Regions from separate parts of the Triticum aestivum genome. Here region 1 is linked to region 2. A link is a contact called in public Hi-C data. All regions are on one chromosome and are shown on one strand. The core of a region is the stretch at or near the end of the contact, and the rest is flanking DNA. Distances in the headings are between cores, read along the strand shown.

Evidence for each region. Hi-C and Micro-C count contacts between places; a contact is called where the count stands out from the background.
Region 1: a contact with region 2 is called in a Hi-C map of leaf, with 5 times the contacts expected there. The contact joins the promoter of LOC123138266 here to the promoter of LOC123138265 in region 2. A contact is called at or near these places in 2 of 5 Hi-C or Micro-C datasets (both in leaf).

What each region holds. Positions count from the first base shown.
Region 1 is chr6B:606,840,703-606,845,422 of IWGSC CS RefSeq v2.1, forward strand. It overlaps LOC123138266, which reads left to right and starts at 1,838. Exons shown (of 3, transcript XM_044558208.1): 1 at 1,838-2,300; 2 at 2,392-2,561; 3 at 3,217-3,696. The coding sequence starts at 2,027. The coding sequence ends at 3,315.
Region 2 is chr6B:606,408,870-606,413,085 of IWGSC CS RefSeq v2.1, forward strand. It overlaps LOC123138265, which reads right to left and starts at 1,307. Exons shown (of 7, transcript XR_006468937.1): 1 at 703-1,307.

The DNA.
Region 1 (4,720 bases), core at 588-3,087, 430 kb after region 2:
ACTTGCCACGAGAAGACGAGCCGTACACCGCACCGTGGGATTCCCGCGCGGCGAAAGCATCGGTGCGAACTCGTCGTTTTCCTTCCCCGAATCATCGATTGCGCACCCAAAACGTCCACCCGAGATCCCGAGCAACGTCGACCGGAGCTCGCATCGCATCTCGTTCACTTCACCCGCCGAAGCACGCATGTGAAAACCAGCGGCGCGCCGCGCAGGATTTACGGCCGGTTTCCGGCGCTCGTTGAATCCTCGACGAGGCGATGCGGACAGGACATGGCCTCGCCTCACCTCACACGGTCACATCGGCGTCGGAAATCTATTGGAGAGGCGACTTTCCCGTGCGCGCAACAGTCCATCACCGCCTCCCTCCTGTGCTCATACACATGGACAATGAATTCCTACGTACGCCACGCACCGCCACGCCCGAGTCCGATCGGCCTCAGTACAAACGGCGGACGCCATGGAGCCGAGGGCGCGCGCACCAGCGCGAGACGCCGACTCGGGCAGGGCATCGGAGCTAGGGAGCGAGTGGCGCACATGGCCTCATAAATTCAGTCCCGCGGGGCTACGCGACTCTGATCCCGACACCGTGCAGGTCGACGCGGACGCCTGACCCGCCGTGACAGCTTCCTCGCCGGCGCGGTGTTGACCGCGCCGGCGCGGACGTGAACACCAATTGCGCCACCACCACTAAGCAGACGAGATAAGCACACAGGAGCGGCTTAATTAATGGTTGCCCTAGCCATAAGGAAAACCCATGACGAGTTGACGAGTCCGATGGCTAGCCGCATCTGTGCAGATCACATTTCTTCTCTCCAGCAACCGGCATTTGTGTCCATTATAAAACGCGCCCATCACTATTTTCTTCTTTCTTCAAAGAGAAGTGATGCCTGCTGGGAACAATCCCGCATAAGATACTGCGTTGGACTGGCTTGTTTCCAGGGCGATGCTGGTTGGGAGCTGGGCAGGGGAATTGTCATCCGAATTTATAAGCCCATCCCTGGCATCACCAGGGGGCAGCACGGAGAGGAAGAATGATGACGAGCTTAACAAGCCATCATAGAATAGTGATACAAGGGCAGATCAGTCATGAGTTTTTTTTTTTGTTTTTTGCGGGGAGATCAGTCATGAGTTGTGTATGCATATTGAGCCACGATGTGTGGCATTTATCACGGGGCCTCTCCGTGGCATTCCATTCATGAATGGTTTAGTTTGGAAATGCAACTGCAAGGGGCTCATGCTTGAGAGTGGACTTCCGGTTGCACCATACATGTATAGTTTGCGCTCCCACTAACGTCATTCGGTGCGTGGTGCTTTTAATTCTTGCTGTTGCGGTGCACTTTAAAATTCTCGTGCAGGTGAATAGCAACAAAACTAGCACTGCCAGAGCACAACATTTTGCTTCAAGTTTAGTGCACGACGACCAACAAAAACTGCACGGATGAATGCCAAACAATTTTTAGCGGGGTGGATGTAGGCCCAGTGTCAAGATCAGCTCGGCCAAACCAGCAACTTTTGCTTGATCGAGTGCATAGAATTCAATTAATTCGGGGAGATAGATAGATAGTAGATGGAAGCAAAACTGGTTAATTCGGCCGATCTCCGTCATCCGTACACGACGGCCCACGAAAAGCAATCGTTTTGTAGATGCGGCCGGTCTCCGTCTCTCGCCGTTTGTTGCTACGCCGGCCGCAGACTGACGTCTCCGACGAGCGGTGCACCCAAAAATGCAGTACCTGACAGCGTCTGTTCACGTGGTGATCGCGAGGTCGAAAACGATCGAACCGGTCACCGGGACGGGATATGTACCACCACCACGGCACCACCTCGGCAACCGAGCCGTTGCTCTCTCTCCTCTTTATAAAATACTGGCGCACCACACGCTCGCCACTTGCTCGCGCTCTCCCTCGCCCACGTTTCCCCGGCCGGCACAGGCTAAGCCAAGCTATAGGACCAGCACCCAGCTCTGGTCACGGGGAGCGTGTGTGTGCCCGTGTGCGGCTGCGGCGGGCCGGAGTGAGCGGGGATGGGGAACTGCCAGGCGGCGGAGGTGGCGGCGGCGGTGGTGCAGCACCCGGGCGGGCGGGTGGAGCGGCTCTACTGGTCCACCCCCGCGGCGGAGGTGATGCGCGCCAACCCGGGCCACTACGTCGCGCTCGTCACGCTCCGGGTCGCCGAGGAGCGCCAGGACGCCGACGGCGGCGGCGCCCGCCGCACCGTGCGGCTCACCCGCGTCAAGCTCCTCAAGCCCAAGGAGACGCTCCTCCTCGGCCACGTCTACCGCCTCATCACCGCCAACGGTAGGCTTCGAGTCACCGATTCTCGTCCTCTGCCTCTTCTCCTCCATGCTGTGCCCACTGCTAACATGGCATGGAAAAATGGTGCGCGCAGAGGTGACCAAGGCGGTGCAGGCGAGGAAGGAGGAGAAGCTGAGGAAGGCGCGGCAGCAGCTGCAGCAGCTGGAGTCGTCGACGCGGCAGAGCAAGCTGCGGCCGGCGGCGGACGGTGACGACGTCGACGACGACGACGACGAGGCCAGCTTGGATGAGAGTCTCGATCAGGTGGTTACATGGACTTGAGCTCTATTCAATCCAACTACTTCTCTCTCTCTCTCTCTCTCTCTCTCTCTCTCTCTCTCTCCGCCGGAAAAAAATTATATGAGACCAGGTCTCATATAATTTCCCCCTCCGCCGATGCCCCCATGCACGTTCTCTGCATGATTGATGCGCCTTTAATTGCCTTCCCTCCAAGGGCTACTGGTTAGTTGTTCCTCGCGATTCTCATGTCTTCTTCCTCAGTTCGTCCACACGCAACACTCGGAAGATGAATTTTATTTGGGTAATCGCCATTAGAATTTGTGCAGCTGCAAAATCTGCCTAGTTTCAGCAGAAACCGTTAGCATTTAGCTCAATGGAGAGAATCGGTTTGGAGTACCTGACACTGACAATTCTCAGTCCCCAATTGACATGCATAAAACAAGATGTGGTCCTGTGGATCCAATTGATTGATGCCATGTACCGTCCAGAAGGGAAATTAGTGCTTAAAATAGAGGGATGCAGAATGATAAAAGAATCATGATGGTAAATAAAATAGTGAAGAGTCGCAACTAGTGTCAGGAGCAAAGAATCGTCTGCGAGATCCCTTTCTGCTTCTGTTCTGAACCGCGGCAACATGCAAATGTTCCATCTTCTGATTACTCTACACCTGTGACTGCAGTTGGCACGCCAGGACGGAGGAGATGGCCACCGGAGCTCCGGCGCCCGGCACCGGCAATGGCGGCCCTCGCTGCACAGCATCGACGAGGCCGCGAGCTGAGCCCGGCCATGCATAGCCCTCGGTGGATCTTCTGTATTTTCGGCGTCCACCGGGCCTCGACAGATTAATCTAGCTCGCATCACATGGGTTGCTGCCACATCTGTGTTGGATCGCTTCTGAAGCGGCTCCGTCGATCGGAGCGTGTCCGTGTACATTTTCAGGGTTTCTCGTCAGGATCTGTTAGTAAGAGTGAGGCTGCTTTTTTTTTTACTCCTCTTGATACATTTGCACCTGATTAAGATGCATGAAAGAAGTTCAGAACACGAGTAGCTAATACTACATCCATACAAGAGATGATGCCATTGCCATGTACCAATGCACATGCACCTGTGCATCGATCTCGTTCATGCTCATGGCCTCTCATGAGTGATGGCGTTTCTCTGTGTTGTTGTTGCAATTCTTGGCGCCGAGTTCTCAATCATAAGCACGGCGCCGGCTGTGGGCGCACCTGCAAGCTGCGGCTGCAGGTGGTGGGACGGAATCGTGCGGAGAGCCTTTTGGGCTGGAAGCTCGTTGGGCAGATTCGCGTCGGCGCTGCACATTAGTTTATGCTCCTGCAGAGAGTTTAAAAGTTTGACGCCCACGGTACCTAAGCTCTGTCTGTTTGGCACTTTGGCATTTGGCAATGGTGGTTGGTCACATGCTCTCTGTGGGCTGCCCCGAACAACACAGGAGCTGACATTTCCACCATAGATTAATGGCCAAGCTGTTAGTTAGTTACTCCTACATGTTGCTAACCGCAGCTCGCGGCGATTGAATACTGGCAGCATCAGCTACTGTGCTTACCACTAGTTAATGTGGCCGGCACCAAATGGATCCACCCAGCCTCCCATGGCGGGGTGAGTTCCTCCGTAAGTGGCAGCTTTTGGCCAGTCCTGGACGCATCAACCGTATGTGGCAGCTTGGCGGTGGCAGCCGCTTTATCCATCAAAAGGCCAATTATGCAGGGTGATCATATGCTTTGGAGATCGCCTGCAGGCTGCGCCCGAGCCCGCGGTCGGAAATGAAATCTTCGCTTTAAGCTGGGATTTGGATTGTGTTTCTGCGCAAAAGTTACATGTACTACGTGCTTTCCTTGTTCATCAGAACCCTGAACGAAGCTCGCTAGAAGGACGACGACGATGAGTTTAGCTCGTGTCATGTGCCGTGGAGAAGTGCCACCGGCGGACTTAGCCTGGCATATCGGGCAAGCTATGTCATGCTTGACAGCGGACAACGGAGTACGTACTTGCTGAAGTACAAATCGAGACGGTTGGAGCACGTACGGAGCTATGTACAGCAACCAACGGCTAGCATTGCCATATCTCCCGTGTCCATCTTTCCGTTTCCTCAAACACACGGCACACTCAAGCGCGTGCCTCAGATTCACGGAGTACGCACGAATTTCCGCGTCTGGCCGACTTGA
Region 2 (4,216 bases), core at 57-2,556:
CACTTCCCCTGCTGGCTCTTCAGATTGTCATGCACTGGTTTGTTTGTTATCCCAGTTGGCCGCTGGTGCCACAAGAACTGTGTATCTAAGTCATAAGGTTATATAAATGAAAAGGAATTACTTTAGATAACTAAGTTAATATGTGTTTTTTATTAAAAAATTATGTACAGAAAGTCCAAATCAAATCCACATACAAGTTACTGATGATTAGAAGTAATACCGTTTAGCCGACTATGTACAGAAAGTCCAAATCAAATCCACATACAAGTCCAATGTAGTTTGTACTATTAATTAACACAACCAAGTTATGGGTTAAAAAAATGCAGTGTTAAATACTTTTGCATATCATCCATATAAAAAACAGAAAAATGCTAGCTCTAAAAACTGTTTAAATGGAACCAGCGTGTCAGAGCCCTGAGATAAACAGATCTCAAAAAAAAAACTCCATACGTTATCAGCTGTATGATCTAGCTAGGTGTGCAAATAGGTTTTAAAGAAACTCACAGGAACAATCTTGGAGAGCATGTGTAGAATTGTAGATAGTCAGTCAAATTAAAAACTAAGGCCGTAGCATGGAACAGTTAATCCGAAAGACCCGCAATTCCAATGCACAAACATTCAGATGCGTGTTCAGGAAGATGACAAAAAGCACGAACATGACATCTCCTAGCTAGCTAATGTACAATGATAGATCATACATACTTGGCTCCGGTGAAGAGGAAGGCAGCGGGGTATGACCGATCATACATACATGCTGGAAGCGAGTCAGGCAAACCGTCGAACGGCTGGGAGGTGGTCCTGACGGCCCTAGACTCAGGCCGGAGCAGGCGAAGGCTGAAGCATGGCCGGTCACCGCGGACGGCACGGCCTGCCCTGGACTCGGATGGGGATCGGGCAGGTGCCGATCTGATCTTGCGTTGAGTACTGGAGGCCGCATTCGGTCGTCCTGCAACCGCCGTCCGCGGCCGTGTCGACACAGGCCCAAGCGCAGCGGTACTTGGGCTTGCAGATCTCGCGATCGATGACGCGCTGCATCACCACCACCAGCACACAGAGGAGGGTAAAGCATGGCTGGCGGAGGAGTCCGAAGGGATCGCTGACGGCGAAGGTTCGGCGGCGCAGGATCGAGGGCGCTTGATGTGCGAGCGAGGGCGGCGGCGAAGGGATCTGGATGGGGATCGAGGGCACTCTGAACCCCTCGCTCGCTAGTCGTCGATTTTTTTGTAGGCTTTTTTTCGTAGGTTTTTTTCTCATGGTTTTTTCGTTCTAGCGCTCGCTCCCTCCCTAGCTCTGATCGCCTCGCTCCTTCCTAACGTGGGTTTTGGTGGGTTTTTTTATCGATGGGATGGTTACGTGCGGGGAGGTGGGAGGTGGGAGGTGGGAGTGAGGACGAAAAAAAACCGAACGAAAATGGTGGGACGAAAATAAAACGCGGAACGCGACCTACCAACTGAGACATTAGAAGTAGAGATGAGTGGATAGCCTACAACGGGAAGGTTGCAAGTTCGATTCCCCAGCAGCACTCTTTTTTGACCTTTCACCTTTCCAAAAGCAGGAAAAGCAAGAAGGAAAAAATAGAATGGGCCGGCCCAGTTTGGACTGCTGCAGGCGCCCGTTTGCAAATTGCACTGTAACAGGCGCCTGTAGCGCCAAATAGGAAATCCCCACTATACGAATGACCTGGGATCGAATCCCCTAGCAAAATAGACAGACGTGCATTATTTCTGGGCCGAGCCAACCTTAGCGCGATGGTATGTGCCCTTTTTTTTGGTTGGTTATCTATTTTTTGGGGTCTAGTTTTTTACTTTTAGATTTAATATTTCTACCAACTTCAATACAATATGGAACAAAATGTACATACATTAAATATGTTCTAGAGTTTTTAGAAAAAAACGGAATTTAAGAATGTTCATAAATTATTATTTTTTGAAAAGCTTTGAAAATTTTCACAAGCTTAGATCTATTCATGAACATTTTTTTTGCAAGTTTGCAAAATGTTCCAAAGCTAAATAAGGTTCATGAGTTCTGTAAATATTCGCTATTTTGCATAAAATTAACAATTAAGAACATCACTAAGAGTAGAATGTTTTGAGTAGATATAATAAAACTATGTGTGACATGGTGAGATCAAAGATGACATCACTCAATTTGTGAATATACTTTTTAATATGATGCTTTAGAGACTGTGATTTTTACACTGAAAAGCAGCGCCATCAAATCTGTTGAAATGACACCCTATAAGATATGGAATGGTATGAGTACTACTCTGTTAGTTATCCCAAATAGTTGGGTATTCCTTTATCACTACGACAAGGCAAAGTGTTTTGCCACAGAATGCAGGAAGTTTGGAAGAAAAAAATTTCTGCAAAATAGTGAGTAGGAGGACAATGCAACTCGATGGGATTACATAATCTTCATAATTAGGTCAAAGAAAAGAAAATCTAGAATTAGTTCTAGAATTTCATACCGTGATTGATATGGAAGTCTCTACATAAGGTGTAGTGATTTCGGTTGAACTTGCAGCTGAACTATATAGGTTGGGCAAATTCGTGTAGACCTGCATGGTGTGCAGACGAAATATTGTTGAACAAACAATGAACCTATCATTTAGAGAGAAGTGTTGATGGAACCTGGCTCCGGTATTAGCTATATGCCAAAATAATCCAGATAGTATCCATATACATATTTCAAGTTTAGAACTTGAGGAACCCTCTGTAAGATTTAGAGTCTAAAGTATAGTAATGGATATATAGACTGACAAAGATAAAAGTGTTTTATAAAGCTTGACTTGTTACAAATAGTTTATGACAAGATCAATGAGTTGATTATGACGAGATTGTCTCATCATAGCAATACTTAAAGTCAGTTCGGGTTAAACTAGCAATTACTAAATATTTATATTATGAGATACTACCTTCGTCCGGGATTAGAAGTCCCCAGAGCCACCGAGCCCCGTACAAAATTAATAGGCCGCTTGCAGAGCTCTGCTCCTTTTTATTGGTCCGTGCCTCTAATAGTAAATGCAAGCCAAGCATGCAGCGGTCGTTCCAGCTTTCAAGCTCCTGCATGCAGCTACAGTAAACAACGCAACCAATGCATGCACTCCTTTTTCTAAGGCAGCTGTGGGGCATGCGCTGCAATTACGCTTGGGAAGTTAGTAGCCAGAGAATAAATAGGAAACAAAGCCCTCTGGTTGGTTAGACTAGCAACAACTTTTGAGGAACCTCGAGCAGAGCACGTCTTGGTCTTGATGATTTGGGTTAGGGGACTTTTAAACCCGAACGGAGGTAGTACAATAGATGGATGTCAAAATTATTCCCATGAGATGGAGATAGAACCAAGGTTGTATATTCGATACGGTCCGAAGGTAATTTTGTCAATCCAGAGGATGCTAGTAAATGTGCAAACTTCAAGAGATCCTATAATGAATTGAAGCAAGCAAAGTGGAGTTGAAATCCTCCGATGAAATGGTCAAATAATTGATTTCATCGAGGAAAGCGAAGATGCTTGTATTTGCAAGAAAGTAAGCGGGAGCATGATAATATTTCTAAACACTATATGTGCATGACACATTGTTGATTGGAAATTATATAAATTTCTTGACACGAATTAAGGCTTCATTGAAACTAGTTTATCAGTAAAGTACTTAGGCAATATATAGTCCTGGTATTAGTCATAATGATCTATGGAGATAGTAGTGCCTAATCTGTCTTAGCCAAAATACATATTGACTATCTTAAAAAAATACATATTGATAGAATACTAAATCAATTTAGTATAAAATACGCAAGAAGAGTTTCTTGTCAAAGTCACATGGGAGGAGTTTTAAGCAAGAATCGGTGTCCTGAAAACTGATAAACGAAATACATGATTTCAATCATTCTTTCTTGTGTTAAATATGTTCCATGGTATGTAAAACAACCAGATATGCCTAGTACTCCAAGTAAGCTATGAGTAATAAAGTTACCAAAATGACCAAATTGTTAATCATATGACAATAGTGCAAATGTCATTAAGTACTAATGACATGTTTCTCACATACGGAGAAAATGAAGAGATTATTGTAAGGAGTGACATCAATACAGGCTCGTTGTAAGTAAGTACATCGATAAAATCTTCATCAATGCTCCAAGCGATTTTCAGTTTCAATTAAATGATTAATGGTGGCACAATAAGTTGGAATTGGTCCAAGAAAGTTACTGTTGTGAATTCTATA